2 separate regions of the Mus musculus genome follow, and region 1 is linked to region 2. The links are chromatin contacts, called in public HiChIP or PLAC-seq maps. All regions are on one chromosome and are shown on one strand. Each heading gives the region's core, a stretch centred on a gene start, on an enhancer-like site or on the middle of the called end of the contact. The rest is flanking DNA. Distances are from core to core; before and after follow the strand shown.

What was found. HiChIP or PLAC-seq counts read pairs in DNA pulled down with a chosen protein or histone mark.
Region 1: an H3K27ac HiChIP or PLAC-seq map of embryonic stem cells shows a contact between it and region 2, with 6 times the contacts expected there. The contact joins the promoter of Krt42 here to the enhancer-like site in region 2. A contact is called at or near these places in 3 of 39 promoter capture datasets (cranial neural crest, embryonic stem cells and hippocampal neurons), 3 of 115 datasets of contacts at active chromatin or transcription factors (embryonic stem cells and pancreatic cancer cells) and 1 of 9 other capture datasets (embryonic stem cells).

Annotation. Positions count from the first base shown.
Region 1 is chr11:100,268,267-100,272,645 of GRCm38.p6, forward strand. Krt42 (keratin 42) reads right to left here and starts at 1,685. Exons shown (of 8, transcript NM_212483.3): 1 at 1,144-1,685. The coding sequence starts at 1,605.
Region 2 is chr11:99,133,066-99,137,219 of GRCm38.p6, forward strand. No RefSeq gene overlaps it. Among named protein-coding and RNA genes, the nearest start is that of Ccr7, 20 kb to the right of the region's middle. Within about 2 kb of position 1,601, at least 48 of the 459 cell types and tissues checked have an H3K27ac peak or open chromatin away from gene starts, as enhancers often do. A contact at or near this core is called in embryonic stem cells, where this site is marked.

The DNA of each region.
Region 1 (4,379 bases), core at 435-2,934, 1.1 Mb after region 2:
CCAGGTACCTGATATGCAGTGTGCCCAGGAAGCCTAGCCAGAATATTGAGGTCAGGGAATGGAAATCCGGGGAATGGGGTGGACTTTGCTCTGAGGATGATGGCAAAGTGTTGGCTAACCCCAAAATGCCGAGCACTGACTCACCAGGATTCCCCTGGGTTCCCCGCTGCCCCAACAAAACCTGGTATCTGATCTGGCACAGCCAGGATCTCTGCTTCCAAAGGAGATTACAGGAATCCCCTGATGCCAGGTGGAGGACCCAGGCAGGAGCAGACAAAGCCCCTCACTAGACCGCCGTAGGGCTGGCTCTCTACCCCAGAGCCTGGGTCAGCCTCACAGCTGCCTGGGACCAGTCTGTGGCTAGTCTATCTCTCAGTGATCTTCAACCTCTGCTTTCCATAGGGCTCAGTGCCCAGACCATCCCAGAGCAGGTTTGTGCTAAGACCTGAGTGGCCACATTTACAGATGCCAAAATCATTTTCTTAGAGATCAAGAAAGTATGTAAGGGGCAGAGAGAGGGTCCGCCTCGGTCAAGCTAGCTTCCAGTCTGAGTTGAAAACCGGACCCTGAAAGAGCCATCATAGAGAGAGGGAAACCCACAACTAACACACCCTGAGAACACACAGACTCTGAAGTCAGGGCAAGAAACGGGGCATAGACTGAACATTAAAGTGTTGAAGGAATACCAAGATTCTGGATAAAAGACAGGTGCCATCCATCAAGGATGGTGACCTGGAGAAGGGTGAGGCTACAGGAGAGTAGCCCCAGAGAAAAGAAGATGACCATACCTAGCCTAATGTTGCAGCATCCATACCAGATACTGTCCACCTCCCAGACCCTTTATCAGGCTATTCTCTACAGTTGCAATGCCCGCAACTGCCCTCAAAGTCCTGAAGCTATCCCATCCCTCCTCTATCACCCACCCCAGATAAGTTCCATGAGAGGAGACAAATTCTCCTTCGTCTTCTTGGAGAGTTCCCAAAGACCACACAACCCAGGACAACCCCAGAGACACTGGGTTATTCCAGAGATGTGAGAGAAGGAGGGGTGAATGGCCAAATGGTGGAAGTCTATGATGGGGAGGTCTTCCACTCTGAGGATGGACCATGGGCAGACAGCAGAAGGGAGGTAAGAGGCTCCCACCTTGTTCCGCAGGTCCTCTATGGTCTTGAAGTAGGGGCTGTAGTCACGAGCCGGTCCGGGGCCCTGCTTCTTGTACCACTCACGGATCTTCACCTCCAGGTCAGCGTTGGCCTCCTCCAGGGCACGCACCCTGTCTAAGTAGGTGGCCAGCCGGTCATTAAGATTCTGCATGGTCTCCTTCTCACTGCCCCCTAGGAGGGCATCCGACACACCAAAACTGGAGCCAAAGCCCCCACCCAGGCTGCAAGTGTAGCCACCACCATAGCCGCCTCCTAAGCCTGCTGAGAAGCGGGAGGAGGTGACGGACATATTGCCACAGCTTCCACCTCCCAAGAGGCTGGGAGCCCGGCAGGCACCCCCAACACGAACAGAGGACATCCGGGAGAATCCCATGCCGGGAGCACAAAGGCCCTTAACGGAGCCAGAAGTTGAAAACTGGCGGACACTGGTAGTGGAAGCCATGTTATCCTCAGGTCAAGCAACAGGGTCTGGACTAGATGGAGACCCTGGGCTACCCTTTATAGCCAGGCTGAAGGGAGACTGAGCCTCTGTTCCTTGAAGTCCAAGCCAAAACCCCAACCTTGTAATTTGTCTCTGTTCCAGCCAGCCACCCGGCCTGAGGCTTGGGCTGGACCTGTGTAATTCACCCCTGTATCCTGAGGCCCCCTCCTGTGTCTGCCCAGCCTGAGCATGGGTGACCTCTTAGTGGTCCATTGTTCTGTTCCAAAACAAAGGTGGAATTGGAGCTGTAGCCCCAGGCTAGGGTGATCTTCCCGTCCTTAACCACAATTAGGCAGCTGAGCTCATTCTTGGGGGGAGTCCGAAGAATCTAGCCCAGGAACAGGGAAGGGCCTCAAACAAGGCTCCACAGGCCCAGGAACCAGGAAGGCGATCTGGTCCCTCCTGACATTCCAGGGTCTCGGGGAGAAAGACGTGGATATTTGCCCCATACATGACAGTCTTGGTAGGGCCACTCAGTCTAAGTTGGGGTAGCCTCAGCTCTCTTGGAACTATTCCAAGCTTTCAAGGTAAGACATAGCCTCAGAGTTGAGGGTCCCTGACTAAGAAAGAAGAAATACGGCCATTGGCAAAAGGGAGCTCTAGGTTTTCAAGAAGTCAATGAGCGTGTATCTGTTTCTTCATCTCTAAAAGGAAATCAGGGTAGACAAGATGGCTCAGCAGGTAGAGCACTTTCTGTACAAGATTAATGACTTGAGTTCAATCCCCAGGACTCACAGTAAAGGCAGGAAGGACTGACTCCACAAAATTGTCTTCTGACCTCCACACACACAGCATGGCATGCTGCTCTCTCTCTCTCTCTCTCTCTCTCTCTCTCTCTCTCTCTATATATATATATATATATATATATATATATATATATATATATATATATATATATATATAATAAAGGAGAAACCCACTGATATCTCCCAAGGGTTTTTGACTCAGGCAAAGCTGTGATGAGATGGAAAAGGGTGTGGAGGATGGAGACGGAGCCTAAGACCAGAGAAAAAGTGTGGCCCCTGCTCACTTGCCCCACAACTGAGGAAAGCCGACCCAGAGGGTTCCCAGAGACAGCACCAGGGGAGGGAAAGCCACAGAAAAGCAGGACTATAACCAGGGTTACCCTGAGTAGGAGTCAGGCCCCATGGAAGAGCCACATCCCAGTCCTGAGAGTCAGCAGGCACCCTGCAGGGGAGCGGTGAGATCCCACAGCCTGGCGGCCGCTCCACCCAGCAAGGAGATTAGCTGCCTAATCTCTGCGGCGGTAATGATTTAGGTGCTGCCAGGACACTGGCGTCTGAGCAGAGCCTGTCTGAATGTGGAGCCTCCAGGGGTGGCCAGGGCCCGGGGCCCAGGCAGAGATGGAAGGCACACGGGTGGCCTGGGCTCCTTGCCCACACTCGGGGACAAGGAGGGAGGGAACTGGGTTTCCCAGATAGCCCAGAACTCCTGGAAAGACGCTAGATTGAAGGGCGTGGTTCTCACGGGAAGATGCCCCTCACCTGAGGCACCAGAGTAAGAACTGTAAGAACTATCTGAGAAAGAAGGAGAAGGCACTGGCTTCAACCCGTTTCCACCTGTCCTGTGAAGGCTATTGATAAGGGAGACTCAGAGCCAACATGAAAGAGAAATGCCCAGTCACTACCACAAGGTTAGATATCAAGAAGGACTTCCTGCCAATCTAGACTGTCTTGGGGTTGAAAAGGAAGCCGGCAGAACCTGCATTCACCTGAGTGGGCCAGGAACAAGTTCTAGGGAAAGGCCAGCTATGGAGGCCACCCACACTCCACATAATGCCAGAGCCTCACTCCCAAGAACCCCCTCTCCTTAGGAGCTGGCCATCTCCCTGTACTGGCTGCTCTCTTGATCGCCCATCAGACCACTCCCTGCAGCCCCTCCCCCAGTCTCCCTGCTCCTCTGCTCCCCTCAGCTGTGGGCCAGTGGGTGGGAGGTCACCCTATCCCTCTGACCTGGACTCCAGCCCCAAGCCCACCCTGCCTTCAGCTTCCTCAAATCCTGGCTAACATCACCATCTTTCCACATTCCCTCAAAGATCTTGGGGGGTGGGGGGGAAGATACCCAGTTTCTGCCTCTGGTGACCCCAGACTTCAGCTTCCAGGGCCCCAGAAATGCTGAGTCAGCTAGGCCTCTGTTTACCTCCAAAAGTCCCAGCCAATATCTCATCACCAACACACCAACTGCCAACTGGACCCATGGCGTCCCTTATTCCTAACAGCAAGCTTCAGGCCACTCTTCTCTAGGCTGCCATGTCTGTTTCTTGGTTTCTGTTCTAACTCCCCAGCCCAGAGAGGCCTCACACAACAAAGGAATGGCTAGCTAGCCTTCCCTACCCAACTAAAGGGCAAAGTCTAGACAGCTCCATCCAGTGTGGAACACCAGACTGTGAGGAGCTGAGGCAGGAAAGAAACAAAGTCATGGCCTGCCCTAGGCTGCAGGGTGAGCAAGGCCAGTCTGGGTGACTTAGTGAGACTGTCTCAAAATGACATATAAAAAAGCAGGAGGCTAGAAAGATGGCTCCATGGTAAAGGCACTTACCACCAAGCATAATGGCCTGGGTTCAGTTCTGAGGACCCACAAGGTAGGAGAGAGATGGCTTCTACTAGTAATCCTCTGACCTCCAGGGTCTGGGGCAGGCTTGAAACACACGCACACACACTCACACACATACACACTCACATTCACACACATATACACATATACACAGTCACATT
Region 2 (4,154 bases), core at 351-2,850:
TTTTTCTTCAGATTTAAAATTTATAACTTAATTTGTCAAAGGTGTAGGAAGACTCTAAATTCACCATTTATACAGTTATTAAACAAACCAATGGTGCTATTTATTTATTTATTTGTTTGTTTGTTTGTTTATTTATTTTTTAAACCTCCCATGTGCCAGACACTGGGCTCTGGGTACCAGCCAGGAGTTAGTTGTTCTGTACTTGCTAGTGTGGTGCTGTGAAGCACCACAGTCCTTTCTTGGAAGGTGCTGGGCTCAGTCAGATGAGGCTGGCTTCTTTGTGGAGATCATCAAAGCCCAGGAACTTGGCTACAGCACCCCCATTCCCTCTGTACTCAAAGCCAGTGACTTCTGTCCTCAGGTGTCAAGGGGACCAGCCAATTTCTACATCTTATAGGGCAAAGACAACCCCTGAATTGCTGAGTGAGTGACCCAGAGGGCAGGGGATCATCCTGGCTATTGTCTGCAGAGTGTCTTCCCCTACCTTCTCTACCACACCATGTGTTACTAGGAGTTCTACACTCGATGCTCAAACAGGGAAACTAACACTCAGGAAGTGCTTGTCAGGGCACCATGAAAATGAGGCATGATGAAACCAGGATGCAGATTGGTGGTCAAAGCTTTCTCTCTCTCCCTCTCTCTCTCTCTCTCTCTCTCTCTCTTTCTCTGCTGCTTCCTCCCTGTCAAGGGGGCGCCTGGTGGTCAGACCTCCCCTCCTGGCCGTCCTCCAGCCGGCCTGCTGCTATTCCTCTTCCTCCCCTCAAATGGGAAGCAGCTGTGCGGGTGGTGGGGTGGTGGTTGGGGGTGGGGGTGGTGGTGGTTGGGGGTGGGGGTGGTGGAGGTGAACTCAGGCCGTGTTGTATCTGGTCACTGTATCCTAGAGGTGGTGTATCTGAAAAGCCACAGGCACTACCTCTGGTGCTCGCTGGTCATTTCATCCCTCAGTGGCTCAGTTTTTATCTCTGCAAATCAACAGGGATGCCTGGCAGACTTCCTGGTGATCTATGCCTTCCCCGTGTAAGAATTCTAATGGAATCCGGTTTTCGGGGCCTTCAAGGTGGCCTAGTGGGTAAAGGGACTTTTCTTGGGTTTCCTGTTGGTAGCCACTCAGGGGGTCTTTTATCCACGTGTGGGTGACTGTGAGTTTGTGTGTGTCTGTTTGCTTGTTTGCTTGAGTTGATTAGGACGAGAATCTCATATAGCCCAGTCCGGTCTTGAACTCTCCCTGTAGCCTAGAGTGACCTTGAACTTCTGATCCCCGGCCTTCACTTCCCAAGTGCTGGGATTGCAGGCCTTGAACCACCACGCTAAGTTTATGCTGCACTCATGCATGCTATGTAAGCATTCCGATGGTTGAGCAATATTTCCCAGCAATTTTGTTGGAATTTTTCTGAGACAGGGTCTTGATCTGTAGCCCAGGCTGGCCGAGAATTCTCTCTTTCTCCCTTAGCCTCCTCAGCGTGGTGGGGTTACAGATGTGCACCATCACAATGAGCTGAAAAGAATTGTTTTTCTGGGTCACTCTTTGAGCATCTGGTATCACCTAACAGGATGGAGGGGCTTCTGGGCAGAGCCTGGAACGGTTTCTTACAGGCAGCACTGGGGTTAGGGGTAGAGAGCACAGGCAGAAAACTTTGGAGGCCTTGGGGGCTGTTTGGCTTGTGGCTGGAGCTATGGGATCAAAAGGAACTGAGGAACGTTGAAAGTCCCCGAAGGGAGGGTGGGCCTTGAACTACGGCCACCTCCCATGCTTGCATCTGGCTGGGAAGTGGGGTGGGGGTGGGGAGACAAGAAATAAACACATTCTGAAGGTCTGCCGTTAATGAGGGGGTCTGGAGTTTCTGAAGCAAGAGTCGGATTGCAAGGCCGGGAAAGAAGGCAAACTGTTGAATGTTGGGAGAGCCCAGAAGATGAGGCCGCAACTTCCACATGCACCACACAACCCTGCCATGCAGACAATACTTTCTCATTCCGTGGAGATGGAGACTGAGGCCAAGCAAGTTCAGCCATGTGCCCAAGGCCACCTAGCTAGAAAGAGGAGTGGGGCAAGGGATTGGCTGTTCATGTGAGAGCAGGAGCTCGGACTTGTCTGGGTTCAAGACCTGCCCCCGCCTCCCCCAGGCTCTTTCAGAACCACCACTCAGGCCAGTTCACTAGGCGCCTCCGTTGTCGCCCAGCCTGCTGTTTTTGGCTAATGTTCTTCTCCTCCTCCCAACCTCTCCTCCCAAGGATTCCTCTACTCCCCAAGGTCTCCTTTTCCTTAGTCTCCGCTGCAAGGGTTGGTGGATGAGCCCATAGCCCGAAAGAGAGGCCAGCTGTGACAGTTGAAGATACAGTAAAGGAGATTAAGCCCTTCCTTTCAGTGCCATCGAGGTGCCTTGATCTGGCTAAGTCAATCCATTCATGTCACTGGGTTGTGGTTGAGCTCTCTCTGGGCCTTTCGAGTGGGTGTCAATGTCCCTTATGGGGGAAGCAGTTGTACTGCAGTGTGTGTACACAGGGGAGCCCCTGTAGTACCAGTGTGTGTGTGTGTGTGTGTGTGTGTGTGGGGGTCTATGTGTCTGTTCCTCTCGCTGTGTGGGCAATGTATGCACTTTTGCCTATCAGTATTTTATAATTTTTAGGCATACTGCCCATATGAATATTTATGAATGAATGCTAGCAAGTTTGGTTCTGTAGCTTGAAGGACAAAGAACAAAATACCCCGTTCAGCTCCTTGCTTAAAACATACTGAAAACTTTAGGGGTGGAGAGATGGCTCAGTGGTCAAGAGCACTGGCTGTTCTTCCAGAGGCCTTGAGTTCAATTCCTAGCAATTATACTGTGGCTCACAACCCTCTGTTATAGGATCCAAAGCCCTCTTCTGGTATGCCTGAAGATAGCGACAGTGTACTCATATACATAAAATAAATTTTACACACACACACACACACACACACACACACACACACACACACACATATGTATATATATTTTAAAAGCACTGATTGCTCTTTCAGAGGACCCAAGTTTGATTCCAGGCACACACCTGGCAGTTTACAACTGTCTATAATCCCAGTTCCAGGGAATCTAATCTGGCCTTTGTGAATGGTAGGGTACACAGACATAGATGCAGACAAAAACCAATATACATGAAATAAAATAGGATATTTAAAAGTTCTTTTAAAATATTGAACATTTCAAAATGGAAAGGACAAGCCATTTGACACATATGTGGTTCTTGTGACATGTGTCACAGCCCACGGAGATGTTTCTTCTGGGATCATTGACTGCCTATTATATGACTTGTTTGTGAGACTGGTGTGTGTGTGTGTGTGTGTGTGTGTGTGTGTGTGTGTTTGGGGTATGAACTGAGGTGTGAAATCTGAACACTTTTGTCACAACCCCCAGGCAGCTACCAGTGCCTATCAAAGGAAAGTTGTGTTTTATTTTTGGCGCCTTTACTGCAGTTCCCACAATGCCCCAGGAGGCTTTTGTTTGATTGCCTTTGTTGGAAGAGTGACAGATACTTCCCCTCACCTGCTGCCACCAGTGGCCCCACCAGAAACCACAGCTGGGGGTGGAGTAGCTTCCTCAGCCCCTCACCCAGGCACTTTGCACCCCTTCCAGGCGTCAACATGCCCTGAGATGTGGGCTCCCTGACCCCACCCAGTCAATATGCCCAAGGCACCTCAGAACCGCAGGGGATGGGTGTAAAACTCACTCCATCTAGGAACTTTCTTTTGCTCTAGAGGAGCTGCAGCAGACAGGTGACTTGTTCATGTTGCCCAGTGGCTCCATGGCAGAGCCAGGAGGCCCAAGAAGGCCTGAGAGAGAAGCAGGGCCCAGTGGGAAGAAGGAGTGGACAGCCTATCACAGCCGGGCTGTTTCCCTGCTCCCTGAAGGCGGTACTCATTCGACCGTGCCTCCTCCCAGGACAGAACTCTGCATCCAGCGTGCTTTGAGAGATGCTATGTACACCCAGCACAGTGCCTAGCTCCTAGCTGCATTTGATTGGATTTGATAAGAGTAGGCAACTATGTGGTTAAATGGTGCAGCAAGAGGGCAGATGCAAATTGGCCTTTGGAGGCCAGCTAGAACTGGCTGACATCCTTTAGTAGTTTTATTGCCTTATGGCTTTGGCACTTTCCCCTCTCTGGGCTTTACTTCCCCATC